Linked DNA regions of Mus musculus: regions 1, 2 and 4 are each linked to region 3. Evidence: chromatin contacts called from public HiChIP or PLAC-seq and promoter capture Hi-C data. All regions are on one chromosome and are shown on one strand. The core of a region is the stretch at or near the end of the contact, and the rest is flanking DNA. Distances in the headings are between cores, read along the strand shown.

Region 1 (7,329 bases), core at 67-2,566, 540 kb before region 3:
AAGGAAATGCCTTTTTGTATCCCTTCGACAATTATGCCCTGAACTGATTTGAAGGCCTTCTATGTTGCTAGTTTTAGTTTTGGGTTTTTTTTTTTCTCTTATATTTGGGGACCTTTCAAATTGGCAAGATGAGATATGAAATTCAGTGACTTGCTAGGACATAATAACAAGGCAATCCCCCAAATATATGAAAACAATATATTACTGATCTTGTGGATGGAGAGAACTTTCAAACTGGAGAACAGGGTGACTGCTGGGCCAGCAGGCCGTTATGTAACACCTATTTCATGTTACTCTATCAACTACTTTAGAATCGCTGACTACTTTTTCCTTTTTAAAGACAAGCACTATCCAGGCCGGCTTCCTTTCTCAAGACCTCTTTTTTTTTTTTTTTTTTTTTTCCTCAAGAGACAAATCCTAAATTCCAGATTTCCTGTGCAGGGAATAGAAAATAGAGGGGAAATAGTGTCAGCATCCTGAAGCTCTGCCTTCTAGTAAGCAGTGGTCCAGAGCGACAGGACATCTCCGAGCTCCTCAGAAACTACACACTCAGACACTGAGAACCAGGGGTGGGAGCAATGCCATCTTGCATCTGACGTCGCCCGAGCACCAATTAGAAACGTAATCATTGATTATCTCAGAGTATCCTCAAACTACACTAATAGGTAGATAAGGGTTATGCCTGACTTGTTCTGCATCCATGGGACACACGACCCGGTTAAAGGACAAGCGCGCCCTTTATATTTCCAACAAGAATTCCAAAAGCAAGGGCAAACTTCTCTCCATTCTCAGGGGAAAGCACTCTAGGGGGATGTCATCACCTACAGAACTCCAAACTTAAGCCCTCCTTGTAGTTTCGCCAACTCAATGACCCCAAGAGTGTAGGTCCCTGGGCTGTGGAGAGGACACCCGCATCGGGCCTGAAAGCCCGCAACTCCCTCACTATGTGCGCTGACAGCACCTGAAGTGGAAGGAACAAGGATGCTCAGGGGACAACATCGGGGTAACGACCCCACCTGCCCTGTCCCGCAGCTCGCCTCACCTGCGGAGCCGATTTCCATTCATGGAGCTGGGGGGAGTGCTTCACGAGAGAAGGGTGCCACCACAGAGGCGAGGAGCGGACGCCCTCGGAAAGCTCCGGGCACAAGAGGCACAGTCGGGAGAGACAGACAGCCTGCAGCGAGGTAAGAGCGGCGACAGTCCTGAGTGAGGACGCTGGAACCAGGTCCGGAACTTGCGTCGCCCACAGATGCTGACGCGTGCAGCTTCCCGACCCGCCAGCCGCCCCGCCGCCGCAGCCGCTCGCTTTTCCCGGTCGCCCCCGGAAGCCCGCTCGCGTCACTTCCGCTCTCCGGATCCCGCCCCGCTCTCCCTCCGGGTCGGCAGCTCGCCTGGAGCCAGAGCCTTGCGGGAGCAACAAGGTCTGGGGATCTGTGGGCGGGTGAGCCGGTGCCTGGCTGGGGCGGAGCCGCGGATGGGCGGTCGCCCTGCACCCGCTGTGCCTGACGGCGACAATCCCGAGCGAGAGGCCAGCTTTCCCCGTGCCAGCCTCCCGGGTGAGGACCGCTGCTTGAGGCGACATCGCTGCCTGCCCGCGGAGCTTACCTGAGGTACATCCTACCTGAGAGTGGCGGGTGACCAGCCAAGGGCATCCTCCCTCCCAGCTCCGTCTGCCACACCCGCTTGGAGCACGTGCACTAGGCGGTGACCACAAGTTCAATATAGTTTTTAAACGGATGAACAAGAAACGGGATGTTCCATGTATACCAGATGGAATTACGTTTATGTTTAAACAGTCTCCCAATACGTTGAGGAACCTAAACGACCTTCCGGTGTTTAAACACCTGCTAAACCTTCTCTTCCTTGGGACTCGAGACTTTTACAGCTAAATTGGTCAGCCTCCAGTTTCCCCGATCCGATCCAGTCTGGTGCTTTTCTGCTGACTTGGAACCTTTGGGAGACTAGACCCAGCTCATTATCCGGCAAATAGTCCGTCTTTTAAAAATACTTGGCTTCGTGAAACCAGATACTTCATGCAAGCTTAGCAATGATTCAGTATTTTTCCCCGTGTCCCAATGAACCAGTAATGTTTTGACATATATTTCTTTTTTAAAAAAGAGAATTGAGAAAGATTTTATTTTCACGATCCCTTCCCTCCCCGTTTTGGGTTTTTGGATTAGTCACTTTATCTTTGGACTTTAGTTTCCTCATCAGAAAAACTGAAAGGAAAACAAAAAACAAAAACCTCCCAAATGTTAGTAACAAAAATATTTACAATAGTTACAATTTTGAGGTACTTAATAAATATGCTGACTACATAATAAACATTTAATACATGGAAGTGACTCCAAGCCACATCTAGCACACCAATTCTGCCTCTCTTCCTGTTGACTGAAAAGAAATACTCTTATCACTTTTAAAATATCACATCCTCAGATGAATGAGCACATCTTAAAAGTCATGTTCAAGCTCTGATTATATACAATCCATATTGACCTAAGCCATAAGAACTAAATCTCAGACTTGTGGAAGGACCTATCCTACCCCCAATCTCTTGATTCTGGAACTAGTTCTTTGAATGAATGCAAGCTCAACTAGCTTCCAGAAAAACATGGTGTGGTGACAAACAGCATGCTTTTATTTGTTTTCAAATGTGTGTGGTGGTGTCTGGTCTCTGCACTTCTGGTGTCTTGGAGGCAAGAAGAGGGTGGCAGATTCCTGAGAACTGTTCAAACAGTTGTGAGCCATCCTGGGTGCTGGGAAGCACTTAGGTTCTCTGGAAGAACAGCCAGTGATCATAACCACTGATTCATCTTTTCGAAGGTGCTGCCTTTTTTAACACTGAAGGAAGATTTGCGTCCTTAGAGTCAGTGAAATCCAACAAATATCTGTGATGGGTTCCTATCTACTTTTGCTTTTACTGTTTTAGGGTAAACCCACATGAAAAACTCATGAATTAAAATTTAAAGTAGGGAGGCAAAAAGGTCTAGGAGATTCTTGCCGATGAAAAGTTGTATGAGACTTTCCCCTGGCCAAATACTGTTTGGGGTAACTGATTTCCAAATGAGCCTAATCTTGGGGACATAAAGTTTTGTGTATCTTGTTAACTGCCACACCTTCAGTACCAGAGCAATGCTTGTTGCTGTCCTGTAAGAGCACATTAACTATTTGCTGGCTGGCTGGCTGGATTGTTTTCAAGGATAGGGCTCAAGAAGTAGGATAAAACTGTGGCTTATGCCTGATGGCATCGATGGTTCTCAGAAGGAAGATCTATAAAACAGTACAAAGTCTCAGGTGCAGAGGAAGCAGTGAACACTGTGCACTGAGCATCCCAGCAGCCACCTCAGCCAGACAATGCAAATTTTCTTTAAATACGACTAAAAAAAGCATGAACTAGAAAAGTTAGAAAGACAGTAAATTTAACTTTACATTAATAAATTGGACATAAAAATGGGACGTTTTTTTCCTATTCATAACGAAAGGCAAGACATGGGTTAGGAAAAATTACATATATATGTACACATATGTGTATATATACACATATTATCTCCAACAAAGAACTTATTTCTTGAATTTTATATGCTTTCATAGCTCATTAAGACAAACAACCAAATTTAAAAAGGAGTAAACTACATGAACCACCCAACAAAAATACCAGGGTATCAAATAGTTACACGAATACATGAGTCGCCATGACAAAGCACATTAAAATACCAAATGCTCAGTGCATTTCAAACTTCCTACAGTAACGTGTGGTAAGGCCTTGAGGCCTCCAAATGAGATTCAGGGATTTAAGAATACTCACTTTCTTCCCAACTGCCACTGTTATTCTACAGCCCTTCATGTGTCTGTAGTCTCCTTCCTGTGTTAGGGAAGACACACCACTAAAAAATGACAGCCCCCACCAGTCGTTTCTAGAATGACTTGTGTTTGGATCACCAGCAACAAACACAATATAAAACATGGGCTGTAAGAACACATGGAGCCAAGGCTGAAGGCTCTCTACTACTCTCCATAAGCCAAGGTACCCACCCAAAGGTCCTTACCTGCTTCTGTCTTGTCAGACATAACTAACCTTCCTAGTCCTTACGATGCAAAGGATAAGTCCCATTAATGTAAGTCTTATAAAGGATGACTTTGCTGCTTTCCCAGTGGCATGAGAAAATGAGCCAGTGAGACATGAAGCCTGAATTGCAAGGGCATCCAGAGGAAGATTTCTTTGTTTTAGAAAGAAACACTGTAAGGGGAAAAAAAAGTCCTTCTATCTTCTGACATGGCTGCTTTGAAGGATTGCTTCTTTCATGTTCTCTGCATATCTTCCCAAGCGTGTAAACCTTCCTCAGCCTAGAGTCAAAACAATGTCTGGGAAATGAGAGTCCGTTTAGTATTCCAATGCATCATTACTGAAGTGATATTGACAGCAGCCTGGTAAAGCATGGCCGAGGCTTAGAACTTCTAAGTACGATCTTTCACTATATCGTTAACCTCTAAACCCTAACTGCCGTAAGATTCTAGCATCAAAGGCAAGAGGGAAGATTGTTCAACCAGTACTAAAAAGGCTATCTGTACTGGCTAGTTTTGTGTGTCAACTTGACACAAGCTGGAGTTATCACAGAGAAAGGAGCCTCCCTTGAGGAAATGCCTCCATGAGATTCAGCTGTAAGGCATTTTTCTCAATTAGTGATGAAGGGTGGGAGGGCCCATTCCTGGGCTGGTAGTCCTGGGTTCTATAAGAAGCAACGGATTGCTAAGTCTTTCAAAATAAAAAAACAAACACCTTCTGTGTCACTGGGTGGTGGTGGTGCATACCTTTAATCCCAATGCAGAGTTCTAGGCTAACTTGGTCTACAAAGCAAGTCCAGGATAGTTCGGGATCTGGTACACTGAGAAACCCTAACTTGAAAAACCAAAATAAAATAAATTTGTCTTATTTCAACCAGGAATATGTTGTTCAAGTTCAACCAACTTCCTTTAAGATTTGCAGCTAGAAGGATCCTGGTGTCTAGGCGGCCATATCCCAAAGGGATTTGACAGGTGGTAACCAAAGGCTTAGTGTTATAATTTGCAAAGTCATAACACTTGGCCTCCAGAGGACTGCTAGACCTATTATATGTACACTGTCTGCCAGTGATAATTCCACAGTGGGCTCTCCGCCAGAATCCTCTGCACCTTCTTCCCCAGTGTTGAGAAATCAGTGTTCTAGTAGTACTAGGGAAGATACCAGACCTCGCAAGCTCAACAACTATGCCACCAGCTTAAGATACAAACCCAAGAAACCCCTGAAGTTGGGGGTGAAAGTATCCGAAAGATAATTTGCTGACACCAAGAGATCTTTTCCTACTCTGCTTACCTGAAGATGCAGGAACATCACGTTTTGGCTTACTTAAAGTTCAGGATTATAGACTCCATCCCTTGTGTTTTTGTTTGGCTGGTTTTGGTTTTGGTTTTTTGAGACACAGTCTTACTATGTTGCTCTGACTGACCTGAAATTCAACATATGCATCAGGCTAGCCTTGACTCAGAGATCACCAGTCTCTGCCTCCCAACTGTTGAGGTTAAAGGTGTGTACCACCAAACCTGTCTCAGTATCACTTCTTGATTTGCCCCCTCCACACTCATGTTCTCCAGCTCACTTCACTCATCCTCAAATACATCTCTCTTGGTATCTATCTGCCTTTGTCTCGAGATGACAGAACAGAGTGTAGTTTCTGTTCCTAGGTGTTCACAGTCCCTGGAGAAGACACGTTTTAGCAGTAAGTACAGCAAGCTAGGTTCTGTCTGGTATACCAGCACACAATGCATAAAACTTGTTAGGAATAAAATCAGGACTTTTTTTTTCTCCCAAGAACAAGAGAAATTTGAAAGTGGTGGTGTTATCTGATGGACAATTTGGAAGTCCTAAATTCCTTTTCTATTTTTTCTCCACCTTATTTAACCAGGCCAAAATAAGTTACCAGTTTATCTAGTGGTAACTTGGCTGTCACCTAGCTTCTGACTCCTCCCCATCCCCAAGGCTGGCTGTCCAGTGTATTTCTTTTTGTAAGTGGTTTCCCTTGCACCTGAGGCCTTAGCTACCTTTTACCCAGTGTAAATCCGGTACTTCTACCAGCAGTTTCCCATCTTGCCTAAGCACCAAGACTGTGTTTATTGGTAACTTTAATTGTATTCCCCAGGAATCTCAAGATCCTTAAGGCTGGCAGGTTATCGTAGGCCTCCAATTCCAGTACATGGGAGGAAGAGCTCAGACTGTGAATTTGAGGGTCACCAGGGATACATAACAGAACCCTCAAAGAAAACTTTGTACCTGAGGCTAATTATCCTTTATCGAGAGATGTACTAAACGCCTTCTATAGTCTCACTGACCCCATCTTAGTAAGAATGTCTCAGTACACTCATGTTCAAGTAGAGACTTAAGCTCTATATTCTACTACTCATGTCCTATTAATGTTCTATTCTGCTTCTCAAATGTTCCCTCCGTTCCATCTTCACTGTTACAGCTTCAGCCCAGCCACTTGTAATCTTTTGTCTTGGAGGACTCCGTGACCAATGATCTCCCCAAGAAACTTTAAAGACATCCTGTTTTTTTTCTCATTTTTGAATTGTACCTACTTTCTCCTCCCACAATATTCCCTGCACAGTGTTTTGCATGTTTGTGAAGTGAAGAATACAGAGAGACCCTGTGCAGTGTGACTGCATGACAATCTATTATTCCACCCTAAAACCTATGAGAGATGTAATTAATACCAACCATTTATTTTGTGGTAGGAAAAAAAAAACAGACTGCACTTTAGAAATAAAAGCCACTGTTGTTTTTATAAAACACAAGATTGTGCTGCTGTTGCTTGCTTGAGAAGGGAACTGTACATTACAGCTGCTGGGATAATTTCACAATGGACGGGACAGGGTACAGCTCAAAGCAGGACACAAACACAAGTCTCAATGGGAAACAAATGCAAACAAGTACACAGCTGCGGGGCTCCAGGGACATTTCCCCATCCATGCTGGACTTGAGAGGAATAAAAAGTTTAGAAAATAAAGTGAAACCCAGAGTAGTCACACATGCCCACCACATGGCTGCTAAGTGCAACATCATACACCAGTCAGGCTGGACTGTATGCACAGAAAGTCAATTCATTTTTCCTTATTGCTATGACACCAGAGGACTCAGTGCATTCAGACACATTGTCTTTACTTACACAATTCTTGGAGAGTTTCTGATTTCCCTTTTTAAGGAAGGAAACCACCTTCCTTACATTATTGTTTTGAGCCCATTCTTTCCATTCCCTTTCCTGGGCTATCATACAGCAGCCAGAGGTTCTAAGTCAGTAG
Region 2 (7,448 bases), core at 2,961-5,460, 710 kb before region 3:
AGAAGTGGCCAGACCCTGTCACTGGCTTGCTTGGTCACGATGATTCTGTATTCAGATTTGGTGCTGAATCGTCAACTCCTGAGGCTGCCAGTTCCTAGCTATGTGGCTTTGGGCGAGCACCCTTACCTCTCTGGGTCTCATCTATAAAATGGGGAGAAAATGAGTCCCTCCTCATAGGGTTGTCATGAGGAACGAAGGAGAGAGGACACTGCCCTGGCACAGTGAAGGTCGTGAACAAATGGTGGGTGACAGGGACAGGAACAAGAAATGGGGGTTTAGAGAGCCAAGGAATCACCTCCTTCCCTAGGTCCACGTCTCCCCTGACAACTCAGGAGGATCAGCAATATCATGTTCCCTACTCCAAGCTCCCCATTTCCCTTGGGGGAAGAGCTACAGCTGAGAGGTGATGGAGAAAACACTGGAGGCTGTGCCCCGGGGTGCCAGGCAGAGCTACCACCAGCCAACAAAGCTACATTATCTAAGCCTGCCTCGCTCATGGACTCCCTCCCTGGCCCAGAGGGGACCCAAGGACATGACTCCCATGCTTAAGGCCTCCGTTCAAGCTCAGTCAGACTTGAGACTAACTACTAACTGCTCTGAGAGCCTCCACGCTGGTCTGGGGCCCTGCTTTCGGGCTTCCGGCTCGCTTGCTTACCTCTGCCCCACTAGTAGCCAGTGGCCATCCGCAGGGGGAGAAGGGCTAAGCTGGCCTATGTCCTTATTCCTCATTTGCATATGCGTGACTTCACATTAGAGGCTCGTTAAAGGCCTCACACTGAGCCCACCAGTCCAGTGAGGGGGACTGTCCGGCAGTGGGAGGCATCAACCATGTTGGCTGTTGCATGGATATCTGCAGTCCATTGGGCCGGTCTCCCCAACTTCTACGGGGTGTGCCACAAAGCCCATGCTCTGCGGCACCACATTGGCAGGCAACCATGGTGCTTGCCCTTCTTCAGAGAACACATCTGCTCCCCATCTAAGTCAGAATAGGTTCTGACTGACTGCATTCACCACCTCAGCGCAACCAGCACCCTGCTGTCACATGGTGGGGCCACAGGACAATGTGCAGAGACCCGAGTCCTGTTTTCTCTCCTCCTGCCAAGGAGAACTTCTCTCTTGTCCAGGTGCCCTCCAGCTCCTCACATCAGTCTAGGTGTCCCTCGCCTGGTATTCTGCCCTATTTATACCAACCCCTCCCCCTTTCTTTCTTTCTATTTATTTATTATATGTATGTATTTATTTATTATATGTAAGTACACTGTAGCTGTCTTCAGACACACCAGAAGAGGATGTCAGATCTAATTACGGATGGTTGTGAGCCACCATGTGGTTGCTGGGATTTGAACTCAGGACCTTTGGAAGATCAGTCGGTGCTCTTATCCGCTGAGCCATCTCTCCAGCCCCCTCCCCCTTTCAATTCTAATGGGGGGTCCATCTGAGGTCCTCAGACCTCTGACAGAATTAGAAATGATATCAATAAAACACAAGCCTAGGCTGGCATTGACCAAGTACTAACTGTGTGCCAGGGGCTAAGTTAAAGAGCCTGGTGCCCCTAAGGGGTCATTTCTAGCACTATTCTTACTTTCTAGATGGAAAAACTTAAGATTTGGGTTAAGAAACAGCCCCCCCCCCATCGTCCAGTGGAGGTTATGACGTGGAACTCATCGATTCTAGTGTCTACACTCTGAGCTGCTTCCCAATCCCCGCCCTCCCCCACAGTTCACGCCTCCCCACTGGCACCAGTTGTAATGAGCCTAACCACAATAATGGTAATCACACTTTAAGGAGGGTGTCTGGTGCCTGCATGCCAGCTTCCTTTAGGTTCATCATCGCCCATCGACCACAAGAGGCTCACAGCGCAAACCCTGATCCATGTTTTCCCCGGGGAACAGAATCCCTAGGTCCAGGGCACTAGTCAGGAAACAGCTGTCTGGGATTTCCATCCAGGCCTTCTGACTCTAAAGGGGATGCCACCCTTGTCCCCTTACCCCATGCTGTCTGTTACAGCTCGGTGTACAACTAAGCACCTGAAGAAAGCAGGGTCACGTCACCAACACTCAGAGCCCTAGACCACTGCCCCATATTCTCCCCGGACCACTGCCCCATATTCTCCCCGGCGCATACTATGGGCCTGTCATTTACTCTCAGGAAGTCTTGGCTTTGGTCACTTTCAGATTCTCAATGTATAGAGAAACAAGGCATGATCCTGACCCAACCTGTCCTGTAACTCCATCTAGATCCCTGTGAATAGAAGAGTTTTCTCATCCAGACCTCTGCATGTGGCCTTCCGCACTCACCTAGGCCCTCAAGTACAGCCAAGCATCCCACCCCTGCCCCCATACACAGTCTGGGCCACTCATCCAAGTGCCCTAATTATAAACCAGCCCCGGCTAAGGCTGTGTCCCTGCCCTCATTTGGGCTCTCGTGCACACCCCAGTGCCATGAACTCTCAGGTGCAAAATACCAGTAAGCAGATGGCTAGACCAGGCTGGGCCTCCCTAGGTGTCCCCTCTCAGGCTCCGTGGAACCAAGACAAACTGGACCACCCTCGTTGCCAGCACAGTCTGTAAACCTCCAGAAGCCCACCAATCTCCACCTACATGTCATAGATCCCCACCAAGCACCACGAAGACACAGGGAGGAGCCCACCCACAGCCAAGCAGCCCCCACCTCATCCTGGGTGCTCTCCACCCCTATAGATGCTCTCAATCCGGGGCTCCACACCCCAGGGGGCAGGGAGGTGACAGGATTAGGCTGGGAACTCTCTGGAAATGTGGGGATGACTGTGTGAGTGGATCAGGACTTGGGTCCTCAGTAATCAAGCTTTTCCCTCCCCTTCCAGGAAGAAAGAGTCCTCCCTCCAACACGGGGCCCAACCAGAATTCTGTCCCCACCCCCTCGTCAGCTGCTCCCAGATAGAATGGGGTTTGCAGAAGTCCAGAACACTGGTGGTTGGTGGGGTGAGGGGTGGAAAGGAGAGCTTTGGTGGTCTAGGGCATTGAGACTCTGTGTGTGTGTGTGTGTGTGTGTGTGTGTGTAAAGCATCCAAAAACCCTCAGTCTGAGGGAATGATGTGGCATGTAGGGAGTGCCATCCTTGAGCGGTCACCTCATTCTACAGAGTCCGGCCCAAAGAAGTGACGTGGTGCCGGCAGACCTCTGTCACTCCTGTCCCAAATCAGACTGGGTGGGCTCTGAAGTAGGCCTGGCTTTTGGGAAGGCGGCCCACTCCCCAGCTCCCACCCGCGCCCCAAACAATACCGCCTCCCCCTCCCCCTCGCCTTTATCCGGCGGGTTACTTGGCAGCCACCGCTAAAGACCTCCCCCTCGTCTCCCTCCCCTCCTGGTCGGCCCACAACAGCAACAGGCCCTTTGCGCGGCAGCTGGACGGATGGGGTGGGGGCGAGGTCTGGGCCAGGGCCTGGGCGTGGGGGTACGAGGGCCTAGCTTCGGTATGCATAGTTCCAGACCTGAGAATCTGGTACCCTAACACACATATTAAGACTAAGGTCACACGTGCCCGCGGAGGATGGAGAAGACAGTAGCTCCAGCTCAGTAAAAGAGGATCTTCAGAGTCTGGGGTGGATCTCGAAGGAGAGTGGGGGTGGGGACGAGAGGATAGCACCAGGCTGCGGCAGAAGGGTCACCCCATCGAATCCCTAGCCGGGTTCCCACGGATCCCGATGCCCCGTGCTTCCCGGCGCGGAGGTTGGGGGGAGGAGGCAGCTGTCAGAAGATGCGTCCGTGGCCCGGAGCCTCGGCAGCGGCCACAGCCTTTATTTTTAAACTTCTAAGTGGTCAGAGGGCGCGGGGGGGAGGGGTCCCCGCCCAGCCGCCAGCCTCATCCTCGGCCGCCCTGCGGCTACTCGGTCCCCCTCCGGGCTCGCTCTTGTGTGGCTCCCGGCTTACCTGCGGGTGCGCCCGGGCCGGGCTCCACACGCGGGCCACTCTCCATGGCTGCGGCGTCACTGGAGGTTTTGGGGGAGGGTCTCAGCCGCGACGGCGGCGACGGCCGGAGGCCAGGACCAGGGTCCCGCGGCGCATCCCGCCCGGCCCGCCCAGCGGGCAAAGACCCAGAGGCGGCGGCGTTCCGAGTGGGAGAGGTAGAGGCCGGTGGCTAACGAAGCTCTGAGTAGCCAGCTACCCGAGGTCGGTCCTCCGCGACCGCGATTCTGCTCCTTTGCCCCGCGCCGGCCCAGTCCTGGTCGCGGCCCAACCCTATTGTACCGCCCGGGCTGGGCCTGGCCTCTCCGAATGTACCAAGTGCGCGGGGGATGACCGCCCCCGCAGTGATGGAGTACGGAGCCACCACGGGCACAACCAGAGGGCTCCGACACCGCCCTGCGATGCAGCTCCCGGAACTTCACGATGCTCCTTCTGTGGTCGCCGCAGGGCGGACGCCGAGCTGGGGGCACGCTGCTGGCCACACTGACTCCCCCTGCGGCCGCGCGTTGGTACGTGCCGCGCGCCTGAAGACTATGTAGGGAGCTCTCGGGTGACTCACCGGCCGCTGGGACTAGGGGAGTGGGGTGCTGGGTTAGGATCCCCTATTCTCTCTCTGGATGCTGGAGGCTCTAGCGTGCAGTCTAAATTCTCTCCCAAGCCTGCCTCAGACAAAAATCTTTATTGGGGGGGGGGCGTTGCAACGCCTGAAGAACGGTCTCATGGAGACTCCTAAAAGGGCTATCCTTTCTCTTTTCTGGTGATGGCTGCGAAGGCGCTTTTCCTCTTGCACCCTAGGGTTGGTGTCTTCTCTGTTTCTCTGGGAGTAATTACAACCCTGTAAGGCGCTTTACTCAGGTCTCTAATCTGCTGGGGCCCTCCCTGATCCAAACTGGGTGGTCCTAGCCTAGAGCCTCCCCTACCTTCATCAGAAGACCCCCATCCCCCGCCCCCACATCTCTCCAGAAGGATTTTTCTTTCCTACGGCTCGTCGCGATAAAGAGTAGTAAGCCTCACTTCACCCTCCTCCCCGAAAATACTCGGGGCTCTGGAGTGGGCTCTCCTATCTCCTGTTTCAATGCCCGCCCGCTGAGGTGAGGGCTTCGAGCCAAGTCGGGCTTGGCTTCGGACAGGGTGCAGGGAGCTTGCTGGGAAGGTGGATCGATAGTAGAGGTACTGGTGCAGAGAGGACCAGACTGGAGGGAGGAAGGAGGGGCCGCTGGGCTCTGCCTATCCTAGCCCTGCTCTTTGTCCTGACCTGGAGGTCATTTCTCTAGTTGTCCACAGATTAGGGCCAGGGAGGCACTGTCTCCCTGTCTCTCCTTCCCCTTCCTAACCACTGGACCCTCCTTCCTTAGAGCACCTCCACAGAACAGTCATTCCAAGGGAGAGGGCAGGGAGTACGATTCAGGGAAAGGGAGAAGTTTCAGGCAACCTAGCAGCAGTTTCTATCCCAGTAGTAAGTAACTGGCGCTTTGAACCCTGGGGGGAGGGGGGAGGGAAGATTCGCCCGAGGTGGAGGCTGAGTGACTTTAGAAAAGGATGGTGCTAAAGGCCAGCAACGAGAGTGACACGTCTCCTGAAACTCTAAAGTTGATAAACAGCAGTAGTGATGTGGGGGTGCAGTGCAGCCCACAGTGGCTGCCTAGCGTGCACTAAGCCCTGGGCTCGGATTTCCAGCACTACATCAAGCAGGCGTGATGGCACAGGCGTGATGGCACAGGCCGGCAATCTCGGCACTTGGAAGGTGGAGGCTGGAGGATCAGACTTTCAAGACAGGCTTCAGGGGGAAAAACAGCTTGGTGGGTAAAGGTGCTTTCAGCCAAACCTGATGATCTGAGTTGGATTCCTGGGACCCACATGGTAGAAGAGAACGAATTTCTGCAAGTTGCTCTCTGATCTCTGCACTCCTATGTAGAATTAAGAATGTACTTCATCCCGGGAGGCAGGTTTCTGAGTTCAAGGCTAATCTGGTCTGCGGATTGAGTTCCAAGACAGCCAGGGCTACACAGAGAAACCAACACACAAACACACACACACACACACACACACACACATAAATAAATAAATAAATAAACAAACAAAAGAAAAAATATATTTAGATTGGGACTCACTGTGTAGCCCTGGCTGGCCTGTAACTCACCCAGTGTACCAGAATGGCCTCCAATTCACAGAGATCCACCTTCTTTCTCCCTGGTGCTAGAATTAAAGGCACATGCCACCAATTTTTAAAAGTAAGGAATATAATAAAACTCCCTTTAAATAGTATTATAATATTTAAATAGTATTTATAATAATAAATAAAAACCCCTGGTTATGGGGCAATTTTGAGGGCAATTGGGATGTATGAGATATGCTTCACAATAAATAAAAAAATTAAATTAAATGGTGCCATGAAGTATTTTGAGGGTCATTGTAAAGATTAAGTAAGACAATGGAAATGAAGTACTTAGCATAGGGCCTGGTATATAGGAAGTGCTGAGTACATATGATGATGACGATGATGGGAACTCAGATATAAAAGAGGATGAAGATGACATTCCATATTTGCTGTTAGTCATCCCATCTGCAGGATGAGGTGATCACATGGATACTAGAGTCCATGGCTGTCTCTTGTGAATCCAGAGGTCTAAGGTTTACATTGTCCAGAGCTGGGCATAGGCTCGTACTGAGCCCTGCAGAGAACCCAACAAGGGACCAGCTGCTTGGGCTGGTTTTCCTCCTACCTCCCAGTCCTGGGATAAAAAAATGGGAGTGGTGAGATTCCCACAGTGGGGAGAGTTCAGGAATAAAGAGGGACAGTGGATTTAAAGGAGCCTAAGAGCAAGAGATTCCAACCTGGGAAAGATATGAAAACTGGAAATCTGCACTTGTGTCTGATCATCTAGGACTGGCTTTGGGGAGTTCTCTGAACTGGGCAGGGGTAGCTCAGGTGTGTGGTGGTTGGCTGCATCTTCAGTCCTCCACCAAAGGCATGTTTGCATTTACACAGGCACTCTGGAGGGCATTTTGGTCAGTGTTTAAGGACACTTTTTTTGTTACAACCGAGGGTGCTATTGGCATCCAGTGAATGTGAGACAAGAATATGGCTTTAAAAAATCCTACAACCCTGTCACAACAGAAAATTCACGGACACAGAATGCCTGAGGTACCAAAGTTGAGGAACCCTGGCCTCAGCCTTTAGTACTGCAGAGCAGCTGGGTATCTGAGAGGTAGCCAATGGGAGGGGCAGGTTTCCTGGCCAGCAACAGCTAGAGCATTCTGGCACAGCTGAAGGGCCTATATGGAGCCTGGGAGAATGCCTTTTGGGGAGCCAGGGCAGTGCTACAGCCCTATAATGCGTTTGGAGTAGGCAGGCAGAATAGACACTTCTCTTTTCTCCCTGTAACTGACCAGGAGCTCCAGCCCAGCAACTGATGATTAACAGATTTATTTATTTGTTTGCTATTTATTTATTTAGAAAAGACTGGTGCCTTTATGTTTAAGGGTATGAGGGGGCTCCACATG
Region 3 (6,603 bases), core at 1,924-4,423:
TTATAGTATCATATAGGTCTATGCAGATAACTGCAACAAAGCGCAATTACATTTAAAATGTATTAAAATTATGTCAGGCCTGCAGGCACATGCCTGTAATCCCAGCTCTTAGAAAGTGGAAGCAGGGGCTGGTGAGCTGGCTCAGTGGTTAAGAGTGCCGACTACTCTTCCAAAGGTCCTGAATTCAAATCCCAGCAACCACATGGTGGCTCACAACCATCCATAATGAGGTCTGATGCTCTCTTCTGGAGTGTCTGAAGATACACTACAGTGTAGTTACATATAATAAATAAATAAACATTAAAAAAAAAAAAGTGGAAGCAGGAGTCAGGAGTTCAAGGTAAACCGTGGATACAAAGCTATTTCAAGGCCAGCCTGGGCTACATGAGACAGTTTCAAAAAAAAAAAAAAAAAAAAATTTTTAAGAAAAAAGAAAAAGAAAACTGTACTAGCTGGGCAGTGGTGGGACACGCCTTTAATCCCAGCATTTGGGAGGCAGAAGCAAGCGGATTTCTGAGTTCGAGGCCAGCCTAGTCTACAGAGTGAGTTCCAGGACAGCCAGAGCTATACAGAGAAACCCTGTCTCAAAAAAAAAAAATTCCCTGCAATCCCTTTTCCACCTGCTAAATGTAATATTTACATACATGAGAAAGAATATACTTAAACAGTCTAATTTTCCTAAGATACTCTATAAAGCAAATGATATCACTAGTAACTGCATATCTCTGAATTTACACTATAATCTATCCTTTATAGTTAAATTAGTAGACCACACATATCACATGCATTCACTCAAGATAATGAAGATAGTTTACTACTAATCAGAAATTAGAAAACAATTCAGAATTTCAAAACATATGCATTCTATATCAGTACTTATTGTAAATGACCTGTTTGAACATACATTATATTAATACAGCTTAACCTGTTCAATGATAAATATATGAAGAGAGCCCAACATTTTGCAAACCTAAGACAACCAACATTACATTTTAATTATTAAAAATGCTAAAATGCAGTGTACTTAAAAGACTAATGGGGGCTGGTGAGATGGCTCAGTGGGTAAGAGCACCCGACTCCTCTTCCGAAGGTCCAGAGTTCAAATCCCAGCAACCACATGGTGGCTCACAACCATCTGTAAAGAGATCTGACTCCTTCTCCTGGAGTGTCTGAAGACAGCTACAGTATACTTACATATAATAAATAAATAAATCTTAAAAAAAAAAAAAAGACTAATGAATGACTGGGTAAAGAGATGGCTTGATGAAATAACTAGGTTTGGTAAACAAGAATCTGGGAAAACTGTCAATAGTAGAATCTAGGGGTTTGGGAATGCAGTAGCACCCTGAATCTAAACTGTATTTTTACTTTTATTGATGGTTATAAAGTTTTCTAATGACCTGTTAGAAACATCATTTACATTTTTAAAAAGAGAAACTCCTCAGGCTAGGAGTCTACCTCAGTGGTATAGGCTTGTCTATCAGATGTTAAGGCCCAGGATCCAATGACAGGACTAGAAGAATTAAAAAAAAAAAAAAACCTTAAATGCAACCAACACAAGCATTTGCAAACCTGTTTTCAAATCTCGGATCAAAACTCTGGACTTTGCAAACTTAATTATGTAAGATAGGAAATAAATCTACATTTCAGCCACAAATGGGCTGCATAGTTACTGTGAGGTTGAACTCTTCACAAAGCACTTCGTGCAATGTCAGGCACACAGTCAGCACTCAGGATGTTAACAGTATGCATCTTTGAATAGACATTTATGCTGAATGAAAAAGCATTTTTGGTTAAGATTCATGTTTTAAGCAGCTTGGTTTAACAACTAACTCATCATTTGGAGACCATTTCCAAAAGGAAAACTCCTGATAGGAAACTTAACAAACTTGATGCTTAACATGCTGGGTGAGGGGAAGTTTAAAAAAAAAGCCTTGAAAAACATTACTCAGTGGATAGTATTGTTCTCCATCTGAAGAAAATGAATCACAACTAAATTAAAAATAAAAAAAGTTTCAAGACAAACTTTTAAACGGCTTACAACTCCTGTGTAGACAAGGCTTTACCTAGGGCAGGCAAGGCTGGCTGGGTACATCCTAAGGACAAAACTTGTCACTCTTCCACGTTACTAACTGCAGGTAAAGAATGCTAGACTATAACACATCCGTGGCTATCAGAACACATTCCCCCAACTTCAAGACGACAACCCCACTTCTTCTAAGGTGAAGAGAGCACCATGTCCACTTTGGGGCTTGATAACGGTCAAGGGGGAGGGGAGTGGAGGCAGGAAGATGAATTGGCTCCGGGGTTCCCGCAGCACCCTCCCGGTTACTCCTCAGGAAACGACCAATCCTCCACGACTTCTTCCCGCCACCTCTACCCCCACCTGACCTCTCCCCAGAGAAACTTCCATAGACTCCCTTTTCCTCGAGGATGCAGAAGCGGAGTCTGACACCTTGCGTCTCCCAGGCTCCCCCCCCCCCCGAATACGCACCACCACCCACACGCCGGCAAAGGGAGGGGAGCCAAGCGGACCACGGCCCCCGCCCCTCCCCCTCCCCGCCGGCCACCGAGCTTTGTCCCACCTGCCGAGGGGACCCCGGTGCCGCCTCGGGCCGCCCCTCCCTCCGGCCGTCGACCACCGCGCCACCCGTGAGCTCCGGGCTGCTCGGGGCCGGCCGCGCCCCGCCCCCCGCCCGCCCGCCCGCCCGCCTGCCCGCAGCCCGCAGCCCGCAGACGGCCCGCGGCCTCACCTCACCTACCCTCTTTCGGGGGCCGGTCTCCACCTCCCGCTCCGCCATGTTGGGCCCCGCTCGGAACCGCGGCGGCTCCCGGCGCGGCGGCCGCGGCCCCTCTCGGCCCCCGCCCACACTGCAGACACCGGCGCTTCACCCGCTGCGGTTCGGTCCCCCTCGGCCCCCGCCGGGCCTGGCGCGGGAGTGACGAGGGGGGCGGAGGCCCGCGCGCTTAGCCGCAGCTCCTGGGGTCCCACGGGCGGGCGCGTGGGCGCAAGGGCCTGCCGGGGCAGGGGGGCCGGGACTCGGGGGGTTAATGGCCTCCAAGGGGCCCCGTGAGGAGGATTATTTTCTCTCAGAGAAATTCCTCCGCCAGTGGTTTTCTTAAAGGGATCTCCAAACCAGCCCCTTGCGCGCGCCCCTGATGCGCAGGCGCGCCACAAGCCCCTCCTCCCTTTCCCACCAAGCCCCCGGTCCTGAGCGTGCGCGGTGAGTGGCCCAGGCTAGGCCTAATCCTGTTAGTCTCTTTGCTGCCAGCAGCTGCTCCCACCACTCAACTATGGCCGCTCCCTTAAAGGGACCATGACGAAGGGATGATGTCAGAATGAAAGATCTTAATGGAAGGACTATCTGGTGAAATGTCAGTGAGGGGTTCACATCACCACCCTACACCTGACTACAGAGATATTGCCAAAAGGAGAGAACCCTGATGAGCCAAAGTTCTCAGTGACCCTATGAACATGAAGAATCCCAACCAAGAAGAAAACAAGACTGTTATCTGAAGGAGAAACCAACAGCTTGTCAAGTAAAGGGCGTCGACTCTCAAGGAACAACTTCCAACCTTAAAACCAGATCCACTGGTAGTGTTGAAGGCAGAACCAATAACTGAAGACAATTTCCTCAATACCTGCTTGCCATTAGAATACTAAAATGAAAAAGGATCTTAGAAACCATCTACTCCATTGCTTTCAAAGTTAACATTGCCAGTATGGTCATTTGAAATAAATTAATTTACCTCAAGATATCGAGTGGCTGGTGAGGAGCTAGAACACAGTCTGGAATTGCATTCCTCCAGGATTCTGAACACACAAAACTGTCGTCAAGGCAAAAGAACATAAAATGTCAAGAGTCTTGATAGTTCAAGAACATGGCTGCTCTCCTGAGAAGTTTCATGGTGATGACCTGCAACTGCTGTGTGCCATCATTTGCCTCCACTGAAGGAATTTGAGGGTCTGACTTAAAGAATAGGAGCTTGAACTGTCAAGGCAGGAAATCCAAGGGTAGGCACTATCTTCCCTGAAGCACAACGAAGCCAAAGATAATGAGAGCTGAAGTCCCCTCTTGGATTCTTAATGAAGACATAGGCACAACAGACAGACATATAGTAAAAAATACAAGGAAATTAGTTTAGGTTGGTTGGAGTTGGGTTGGTTGGAGTTGGATTGGTTGGAGTTGGGTTGGTTGGAGCTAGGTTGCTATGTAACCCAGAGTGGCCTGAAACTGCTGGTCTTCCTGCCTTGACCAAGTGCTTGGACTGCTGGTATACTAGGAAATCCCCAAAGAACTAATTAAAAAAAATGTTTAAGTCTCTGAAGAGTTGTTATTCTCCATGGCAATACAAGGGGACCCAGAGCTCCTCTGCTCACAGGGTGAAAGTTGCTCTACAGCTGTACTTCTGTGTGTAAGTCAGTAGCTCTTTGAACCCAGGAACATTGGCTGAACACTGAAATGGCTGAAAGTTTCCATGCTGGTCCTTGATTCTCCCTTGGGCCTGTTATCTTTTGTTTCACTTATGGGTAGAACAAAAAGAAACATGTTCACTTCTGCCAGATAATGTTTTTTTTTTCATATCCTAGACTCTTTCCTTACATGTCCAAAGCAAAAAACAAATAGAAAGGTTAAGAAAATATGTTTTCAGGGATTGTAGTTAAATATAAGACTGGATGGTTTCCACCTTTTTATGGGCTGTAGACTACTCCCTTCTAATAAAATCCAACAGCTTAAAAGTGGAACTTCTGAAGGGAACAGTTGAAAATAGATACCAGCCTGGTCTGCATAGATTGTCTAAAGTAAGAAAAGGGGAAAAAAATCAGGGGCTGGAGAGACGGCTCAGCGGCTAAGAGCACTTACTGCGCTTCCAGAGGCCCTGAATTCGATTCCCAGCAACCACATGGTGGCTCATAACCATCTGTAATGGGATCTGATGCCCTCTTCTAGTGTCTGAAGACAGCTACAGTGTACTTACTTACATATAATAAATAAATCTTTTTTAAAAAATCAGGAAAAGTGAAACTTCTGATATTCAACTGAAAGTGGGGACCCCAGCTTCAGCCATGTCCTCTCTTCTTCTACTCATGCATCCTCCTATCATTAGAAAAATGCCAGGCTTTTTTTTTTTTTAATGGTTTAAGTGCATTGTTTAGTTCGACTACACTATATTTTCTTCTGCAGTGCTAGGGACCTCCCTCACAATGCTAAGAAAGCATTCTCCCAATGAGACACACCCCAAGGCCCGTTTCCATGGTTTAAGATGAAACCAAAGCCCAGGTAAAATGTGAATAGCAAGAGATCACACAAAGGATTAGTAACAGCATTCAGGGCTGACAGGCATCTTGATTCTCAGCCTAAGGCTCTCCAATACAACAGGAAGTTTCTAGAGGTCTGATAAGTTGGGTCTTGAATAATAGGCGTGATTTGCACATTCCAGAAAACATAGGAGCGTGCCAGGGACATTCCATGCAATTATTTATATAGAAGGAGAAAAGAGAAAGCATATAGGGAGTACCACAGACCTAACCAAAATTTACAAAGAAGTTCATAGATATCAAGAGACTAGTCCAAGGTCATTAAAAGCAAGACCAAGATGAAATGCAAACATATGTATTCCCTGGGATACTTGAAATTTCATAAAGGCTACAAATTGATGACCCTGTGGCCAAATATGTCTGACATACAGATACATATCTGATTTGTCTCAATACAGTTGGTTGGTTGGTTGGTTGGTTGGTTGGTTGATTTGGTTTTTTCAAGACATGGTTTCTCTATGTAGCCCTGGCTGTCCTTGTTCTGTAAACCAGGCTGGCCTCCAACTCAAGAGATCCTTCTACCTCTGCCTCCAGAGTACTAGGATTAAAGGTGTGTGTATTAGTCAGGGTTCTCTAGAGTCAAAGAACTTATGGGTAGTCTCTATATAGTAAGGGAATTTGTTGATGACTTACAGTCTGTAGTCCAACTCCCCAACAATGGTCAGCAGCAGCTGTGTCCAAGGATCTAGCAGTTGCTCAGTCCCACAAGGCAAGCAGGCAAAGGAGAGATTTCCTTCTTCCAATGTCCTCACATAGTTTTCCAGCAGAAGGTGTGGCCCAGATTAAAGTTGTGTACTGCCATGCCTGGATCTGGGACTTGCCTTGTCCCAGATGACCTCAAACTCAGAGATCTCCTTTCCTTAATCTTTTGGGATTCATAGCCACTATGGTTCAAGATCTCCATGCCAAGATCCAGGTCAGAATTTTCTATCTCCCAGCCTCAAGATCAGGATCACAGGTGAGCCTTCCAATTCTGGATTGTAGTTCATCCCAGATATAGTCAAGTAGACAACCAGGAATAGCCACTACAATCCACCCCTTGTCAACTTGACACAAATAATATCACATGAAACAATAACAAGGTCATGAATACGCCTAACATGATATAACCATTCCTCATACAATCACAAATACATTTGTAAACTTACAATGGGACAAAGTCCCTTGGGAACATTCTTTTAGTGTCTCAACTTAAATACCAATTGATGTTAAAGAAATCGGAAGACAAATGTGTCCTTAAAATAAAACAGAAGCATTCGTATTACTTTATTTATTTATTTATT
Region 4 (6,934 bases), core at 2,855-5,354, 910 kb before region 3:
GGAGCAGGACCTGGAACAGAGGATAGGGTTCTCTTTCTTCCTACTCAAGCTGAGTCTCCTGAGTGCTGGAGAAGCTCAGTGGATGCATGCTACAGGGAGACTGAGATTTGGAGTCAGAGCAGGCCGTAGACGCAGATTTAAGGCGTGCCCTCAGGGTCCACAGTCTAAAGACCTGTGGCAGGCAAATAAGTTCTCTAAACCTGTTTTCCTGTCTGTAAACTGTGAACAATGACAATAGCTCCTGCAGAATTGTAGTAATGTTTACATCAGATTGTAGGGGCATTTCAATTAATTGATGAGATGACCATATTTTCATTAATGGGAAGAAATGCTAATACTTAAATACTGAAATTAGGAGTAAGTATAATGGCTTAAGCCTGTCATCCCAGCAAGCAGGAAGCTAAGACAGGAGAATTGCCATGTGTTTGAGGCCAGCCTGGGTTACAAAGTGAGTCCTTGTCTCAAAACAATGACTGATACTAATACAGCCTCTCCTATAGGACAAAGCCCACAAACGCCATCTGCTGATGAGCATCGACCGGAGGAAAAAGTTGCTCAAAATCCTCCGTCAGACCAACTATGATGTCTTCGAAAAGACATGCAAGGAGCTAGGGGTGGAATATACCTTACCCCCTCTGCATTTCCAAAAGGTTCACCGCCGCTTCCTGGCCAAGAAGGCTCTGTGCATTCGGGTACGAAGTCATACAGTTGGTTGCTTTGATCAGCCTCCCTGAACTGAGGTACAAAGAGTAGGAGAGAGAAGCAGTCTGCTTCTGACCAAGGCCTAGAACTGGCTCAGGTCACCAACACATGCAGAAAAAAATAGGGTTTCCACTGAGATAGTTCCCACCGACCTGCTCCAGATCCAAGGTCTTACATAAAATTACAAAGTCTTTTCTTACCCCCTTTCAACCACCAGGTTTACCAGGAGGTGCAAAAGCTGAAGAAGCAAAAAAGGGCCTTAAAAGCTGCTGCAGCTGCTGCCAAAAAAGAAAAAAATGAGGGGGTGCCAGAGAACCCTTCAAATGCCGTACCAGAGAAGACCCAAGTGAACTAATAAAGTCTGTTCCCGTGAAGAATGATGGAAGATGGCCTTCTTTTTAACCTGAGCAAGAGGAGTTTATTTTTAATTTTGCTCTGGGATCTTGGAGGCAGAGTCCCTGCCATCACCCCAGAGGACGCAGTCATAGAAACAAATACATGGTGTTTCAGAGTGGTAATGCCGGTGGCCGTAGCTGTCTACTGGACGGTCCTAAAGGATGAGGAGTTCACTGGCCAAGAGAAACGGCATTTAGGCAGAAGAACTGCAAGTTAAAAGGGAAAGAAATCTAAAGGCTGACAGGAACAGTGAGACTCAAACACTGTAACTTTGGAGTTAGGGCTTCAGTCTGTGAATGGGACTCAGGTATAAAAACATTCAGTTTGCCGGGCAGTGGTGGCGCACGCCTTTAATCCCAACACTTGGGAAGCAGAGGCAGGCGAATTTCTGAGTTCAAGGCCAGCCTGGTCTACAAAGTGAGTTCCAGGACAGCCAGGACTATACAGAGAAACCCTGTCTGGAAAAACAAAACAAAACAAAAAAACATTCAGCTTGCCAGCCAGTGGTGATGCACGCCTTTAAACCCAGCACTCAGGAAGCAGAGGCAGGCAGATCTCTTGAGTTTGAACCCAGCCTAGTATACAGAGTGAATTCCAGGACAACCAAGGTTACACAGAGAAACCCTGTCTTGAAAAACCAAAAAAAGAAAAAAAGAAGGGAATGCCACCAAGAGAAAGATGTGTTAATGTGCTACCTAAGAGCAGTTGAGAGATGAGGGATGAGGGCTGAACCAGCGCAGTTTGGGAGCTGTTGAGGTACCTGAGGCCCTGGGTGTGTGGTTGCCTATGGATACTGAGCCCTGGTGTTTGAATGACTAGTTCCAGTACTTGGGAGAGACATTATCATTTCAAGGCTATCTTGAGTTGCATGGCTACTTTGAGGCCAGTCTAGACTACATGAAACCCTTTCTCCAAAAGTTTAATCGCCAAGAGAAGATATGTAATAAAAAAAAAAAAAAAAAATGGGCCATGTGAGGATGGGAAAATTGAGATCATCTCTGAGATGGAGGAGGAGGTGAGTGGATAGAATCAGAAGTGAAGCTGGACTGTTTGGTTATCACCTCCAGGAACACTGAGGGAGGCCTTAATGAGATGGAGACCTGTGTAGAGGTCCTGTGCTACAGGACCAGGCACCAGCCTTGGGAGAGAACGCCACAGCAGTGGATCAGGCCTGCAGGGAAGGCACTCTTAAATGCAGCCATGGGCACTTCAATATTGCCTGATACTTAAATCCTTTATTCCTCAAGCCGGCTGCCTTTCTATTTTTTTGTAGGGGAGGAGGGGAAGGTAAGGGGGTTCCAGACTGTCCTGGAACTCTGTAGACCAGACTGGCCTTGAGTTTAAAAATCCACCTGCCTCTGCCTTCCAAGTGCTGAGATTAAAGGTTTTTGCGGCCACTGTCCTATTTTCTATTGAAAACAGGCTTACGAAACATAGACAACTTGTCCAATTTTGAAAGCTGACTAGTGTTCAAACCTAGCTCTCTCTGGTTTTGGATTTTTGTTTTTAAAGATTTATTCATTTATTATATGTAAGTACACTGTAGCTGTCTTCAGACACTCCAGAAGAGGGCGCCAGATCTCGTTACGGATGGGTGTGAGCTACCATGTGGTTGCTGGGAATTGAACTCAGGACCTTCGGAAGAGCAGTCAGTGATCTTAACCGCTGAGCCATCTCTCCAGCCTGATTTTTGTTGGTTTTAAAGACAGGGACCCAGTCCTGACTGTCCTAGAACTTGCTATGTAGACCAGGCTGGACTCTGCTTACAAAGTGCTGGGATCAAAGGCAAGTGCAGCCACACCTTGCTGCTCTGTCTTGACCCTATCCAGTCTGACAGTACACAGAGGCAAACTCTGAAAGGGACCGTGTTCTGCCAAAACTTGAGATAGTGTTGGAAGCTGGGCAGATAACAAAATGCATAAGGCCCACCAGAAGATAAAGATGTTTATTACAGGTGGGGCTGAGGTGTTAAGCTCATGTGCCGGGTCACAGCACTCCCAGAGCCTGAAGCAGGTGGATCTCCGAGTTTGAAGCCAGCCTGGTCTACAGAGCAAGTTCCAGGACAGCCAGGACAACACAGAGAAACCCTGTTTCAAAACAAAACAAAAAGGTTCAAGTTGTACTAGACAATTTTAAAAAGTTTGGCTCTTGGGAGGAAAGAAAAACGACTAGAAGGTGTGACGTGGAGGATGCCACAAGCAGGAAGGAAGACATTGAAGGAATGAGCTGTGTTTTGTAAGCGGCGCCTTTTGAAATTTAGTCCAACAGCATCAGAGCAGTGACACAGAGGAACGTAGGAATGCAGAAAGGGGAATTAAGGAATGCGAGGATTCTACAAGGAAAAGGAGGAAGTGGCTGATTATTAAAGGAGGTGGATGTAGGTTCCAAAGCTCAAGTCTCAAGATTGCTGTGGCTGGAGAGAGAAGTGCTTAGCAGAAACACTGATGACGAATCGTCTGAAAAGGTCCAGCCGTAGGTGAAGAAACGCGAGGGTGCTACTTAAGTTGCTAGGAGGGCCGGGCTGGGTTGCCTCACTGAGTAGTAAATCCGGCGTAACATCGCTTCCAGGAGGGGTTAGAAAGGAGACAAATGATATAACTAATCGAGATGAGGGATTATAATAACTCAGAATGCCTTCGTGGCGCTTGCCATGACCTCACTGGTTCCTCTGCACGTCCCTGGGAGATAGTTCACAAATCTGCCCGCAGCACAGCAGGCCATGGCGGACCGGGACGCTAGACGACTCTAGGCGAACGACTCCGAAGACGCTGGGGTTGATTTTCCTAGTTTCCGGTGCGATGGCTGGGCCACGGCAGATACGCGCGGCTGGCTGGAACGCTCCCGGCGACACCAAAGCTAAACTGGAAAACTCAAAACCAGCGCTCCCGGGAGGCCAAAGGTGCGCGCCTCCGTTTGAACCAATCCCCTGAAGCGATCTTTGTCACTTAACCCAATAAGCGCCGGTCTTCGGCCACCTCCTATCAATCCACCATGTGATTGGTTCGCCTTTCTGTTCCCGGCGTTGCCCCAGCAACCGGGCTATGGACGCGTAGGGGCCTCCAGGCTGCTAAATCACAAACCCTGGGGTTCTTCCTTCATCTACCCTGCGGGTTTCCGGCACTATGTCGGTTCGGACTCTGCCGCTGCTCTTTTTGAACTTGGGCGGGGAGATGCTTTACGTCCTAGACCAGCGACTGAGGGCCCAGAACATCCCCGGAGACAAGGCCCGCAAAGGTAAGTAACGCCCCCGCAGCCTTGATCTGTTCCCTTCCTCACCGCACTAAATGTCCCTATACAGAACCGCAGCCTAGCACCAGCCCCCCTCCAACCTCCGTCCTGATACCCAGGCCGACCGGCACCTGACCCCCTTCCCCTCATCCCAATAGCCAAACCGATGCCTCTGCGCACTTCTCTTTGACAGCCGGGTATCTTTCTCAAAAGACGCAGAGCCCATGCAGTTGGAAGCCCTCCGGAGTCAAATTAATTCTCCAAAAGAGCATTTCCCCACAGAGAAGCCTAATACATTGGACATACTTACAGTGCCTGAGCCCTCGATTTCCCAGTCTCTGGAAATCTGTCTATTTCCAAAAGTAGTTACAGTTGACAAGATACTTTTGGCAGGTATAACCATCCGTTAACCCCCACAAAACAGATGGGGACGCCCGCGTCTCTGTCCTCCTACGTAAGCAGAAGCCTGGTCATGCTCATTTCAGAAGCCATTTCTAGAAATGTAGGGCCCCAAAATAATATAGATAAGAACGAAAACATGCTTCTTGATTTTGCAAGTGTTGGAAGGGGTTGCAATTGTGAAAATACTTTTGGAAGGCTTATAAAATGCAAAATTATGCCATGTGTAGTGCAGAGAGAAACGACCACCCAAAACACGCTGCCAGTCTATCTTACTTCTCAGCAAACAACTTTGTTCACCAAATTTGCTGGGCTATTGTATTTGTAGGCAGAGGAGTAAACATTTATCTAAAGGACAACTGAACACTAATGAAAGCTCGATTTCCTCCCAACAGCTTATGTCCCCTCCATTGATGTTAAACAGGCACATTCAGATGGTGTGTCTGATTTTGTGTAAGTGCATACGTAAACAGACAAGAGAACCCTCTGGACCACTCCCTTCCATTCATTCCCAGCCTTGCTACCAGGGGCTTTACAAAATGCAAATATGTCTAGTGGGGCTTTATAAAATGCAAATATGTCTAGTATGTCTCTCCTCAAAATTGCCGACAACCTTCCACTCCTGTCTAAATGGAGACCAAGTCCTAGGCAGAACACGTTGGGGCCCTCCGATTAGGACACTGTCTTAGTCAGGGTTTCTATTCCTGCACAAACATCATGACCAAGAAGCAAGTTGGGGAGGAAAGGGTTTATTCGGCTTACACTTCCATGCTGCTGTTCATCACCAAAGGAAGTCAGGACTGGAACTCAAGCAGGTCAGGAAGCAGGAGCTGATGCAGAGGTCATGGAGGGATGTTCTTTACTGGCTTGCCTTCCCTGGCTTGCTCAGCCTGCTCTCTTATAGAACTCAAGACTACCAGCCCAGAGATGGTCCCACCCACAAGGGGCCTTTCCCCTTGATCACTAATTGAGAAAATGCCTTAGAGTTGGATCTCATGGAGGCATTTCCTCAACTGAAGCTCCTTTCTCTGTGATAACTCCAGCTGTGTCAAGTTGACACAAAACTAGCCAGTACAGACACTTTGAGTCCCAATCACACCAAAGTGTGTGTAGATCTTTAACCTGTGTCCTTCATGACTCCGTCCTTTCCCCGACCTCCTGAAGAGTCTCGTCCCTCAGGAGCCTCCCTCCTTCCTCAGAAGGACCTGCTTCTGTTCTCACTGTGTCCTCCCGTGCTTCTCTTACCTTACCACATGGCTGGCAGATCGATGCTCAACTGTTTGCCTGTGTCTCCCCACTTGTTTGTCTTACACATGTTTGTACTTCAGCATCTAGCACTCGACTCGCAGATGAGAATAAATCAGTGCTCACTACAGGGTTGAGGAGCAACCTGCCGGTGTTGTTATACGCCATTGTGTTCCTTCCTCGGGAGGCTTGTTTCTTGCTGCCTGTGTGATGCGATTTCACTCAGGCTAATAGCCCTAGTGGAGGGGCAGGCTCGATTTCTCTAGATAGTCCGCATCTTGGAGGACAGTGTAAATTAGCAATTTACATTATTAACGTGGCCTTTGAAGGCATACAAGTCTAGATCCCACATGTAGCTAGCTGCGGGATCTTCAAGTGTGATGACCTCTGTAAGCTTGTTTCTCTATAAAATGATGATAATAATACACACCTGAGAGCGAAGCTATAATGTGCATTTCATGTTCACACAATTAGTAGTTGGTGTTGCCTTTCAAGAGGAGGTCTGAGCCAGGCGTGGTGGCGCACGCCTTTAATCCCAGCACTCGGGAGGCAGAAGCAGACGGATTTCTGAGTTCGAGGCCAGCCTGGTCTACAGAGTGAGTTCCAGGACAGCCAGCGCTATACAGAGAAGCCCTGTCTCAAAAAAAAAATAATAATACAACATATACATGCTATCTTTTCTTACATAAAACCCACTATTGTAGCAAAGGCTGGCCTTGAACTCTGATCCCCCTGTTCCCATCCCCTCAGCGTTGGTACCCCAGTTGTGTTAAGAGTGATGGTCTTTTCTGGTTTATTTATGGAGTCTCAGCCATCTTTAGTGATTCATTTTCATCCACTCACTCATTCCGCAGTGTATGGCCGATGTCACACCATGTGAGATTCTGGGGAGAACCAGGTTGAGCCTGTCTGTCCCTGGAAGTGGGTTACTGATGAGTGCGATCCATAACTGATTCTAAAACTC

What was found. Promoter capture Hi-C pulls out the DNA fragments that hold promoters and counts their contacts. HiChIP or PLAC-seq counts read pairs in DNA pulled down with a chosen protein or histone mark. Capture Hi-C pulls out chosen DNA fragments and counts their contacts.
Region 1: a promoter capture Hi-C map of adipose tissue shows a contact between it and region 3, with 2.5 times the contacts expected there. The contact joins the promoter of Ago3 here to the promoter of Zmym4 in region 3. A contact is called at or near these places in 3 of 39 promoter capture datasets (the C10 cell line and liver), 1 of 484 Hi-C or Micro-C datasets (embryonic stem cells), 1 of 115 datasets of contacts at active chromatin or transcription factors (neural progenitor cells) and 2 of 9 other capture datasets (adipose tissue and liver).
Region 2: an H3K4me3 HiChIP or PLAC-seq map of bone marrow-derived macrophages shows a contact between it and region 3, with 4 times the contacts expected there. The contact joins the promoter of Map7d1 here to the promoter of Zmym4 in region 3. A contact is called at or near these places in 3 of 39 promoter capture datasets (cranial neural crest and liver) and 3 of 115 datasets of contacts at active chromatin or transcription factors (bone marrow-derived macrophages, neural tube and pancreatic cancer cells).
Region 4: a contact with region 3 is called in a promoter capture Hi-C map of liver, with 2.8 times the contacts expected there. The contact joins the promoter of Oscp1 here to the promoter of Zmym4 in region 3. A contact is called at or near these places in 2 of 39 promoter capture datasets (both in liver).

Annotation. Positions count from the first base shown.
Region 1 is chr4:126,428,226-126,435,554 of GRCm38.p6, forward strand. Ago3 (argonaute RISC catalytic subunit 3) reads right to left here and starts at 1,317. Exons shown (of 19, transcript NM_153402.2): 1 at 1,043-1,317. The coding sequence starts at 1,061. Ago1 (argonaute RISC catalytic subunit 1) reads right to left here. Exons shown (of 19, transcript NM_153403.3): 19 at 6,787-7,329.
Region 2 is chr4:126,252,109-126,259,556 of GRCm38.p6, forward strand. It overlaps Map7d1 (MAP7 domain containing 1), which reads right to left and starts at 4,211. Exons shown (of 18, transcript NM_001347198.1): 1 at 3,909-4,211. The coding sequence starts at 3,954.
Region 3 is chr4:126,965,054-126,971,656 of GRCm38.p6, forward strand. It overlaps Zmym4 (zinc finger, MYM-type 4), which reads right to left and starts at 3,174. Exons shown (of 30, transcript NM_001114399.2): 1 at 2,763-3,174. The coding sequence starts at 2,801.
Region 4 is chr4:126,054,461-126,061,394 of GRCm38.p6, forward strand. Oscp1 (organic solute carrier partner 1) reads left to right here and starts at 4,105. Exons shown (of 10, transcript NM_172701.3): 1 at 4,105-4,332. The coding sequence starts at 4,221. It overlaps Mrps15 (mitochondrial ribosomal protein S15), which reads left to right. Exons shown (of 8, transcript NM_025544.2): 7 at 501-692; 8 at 920-1,076. The coding sequence ends at 1,057.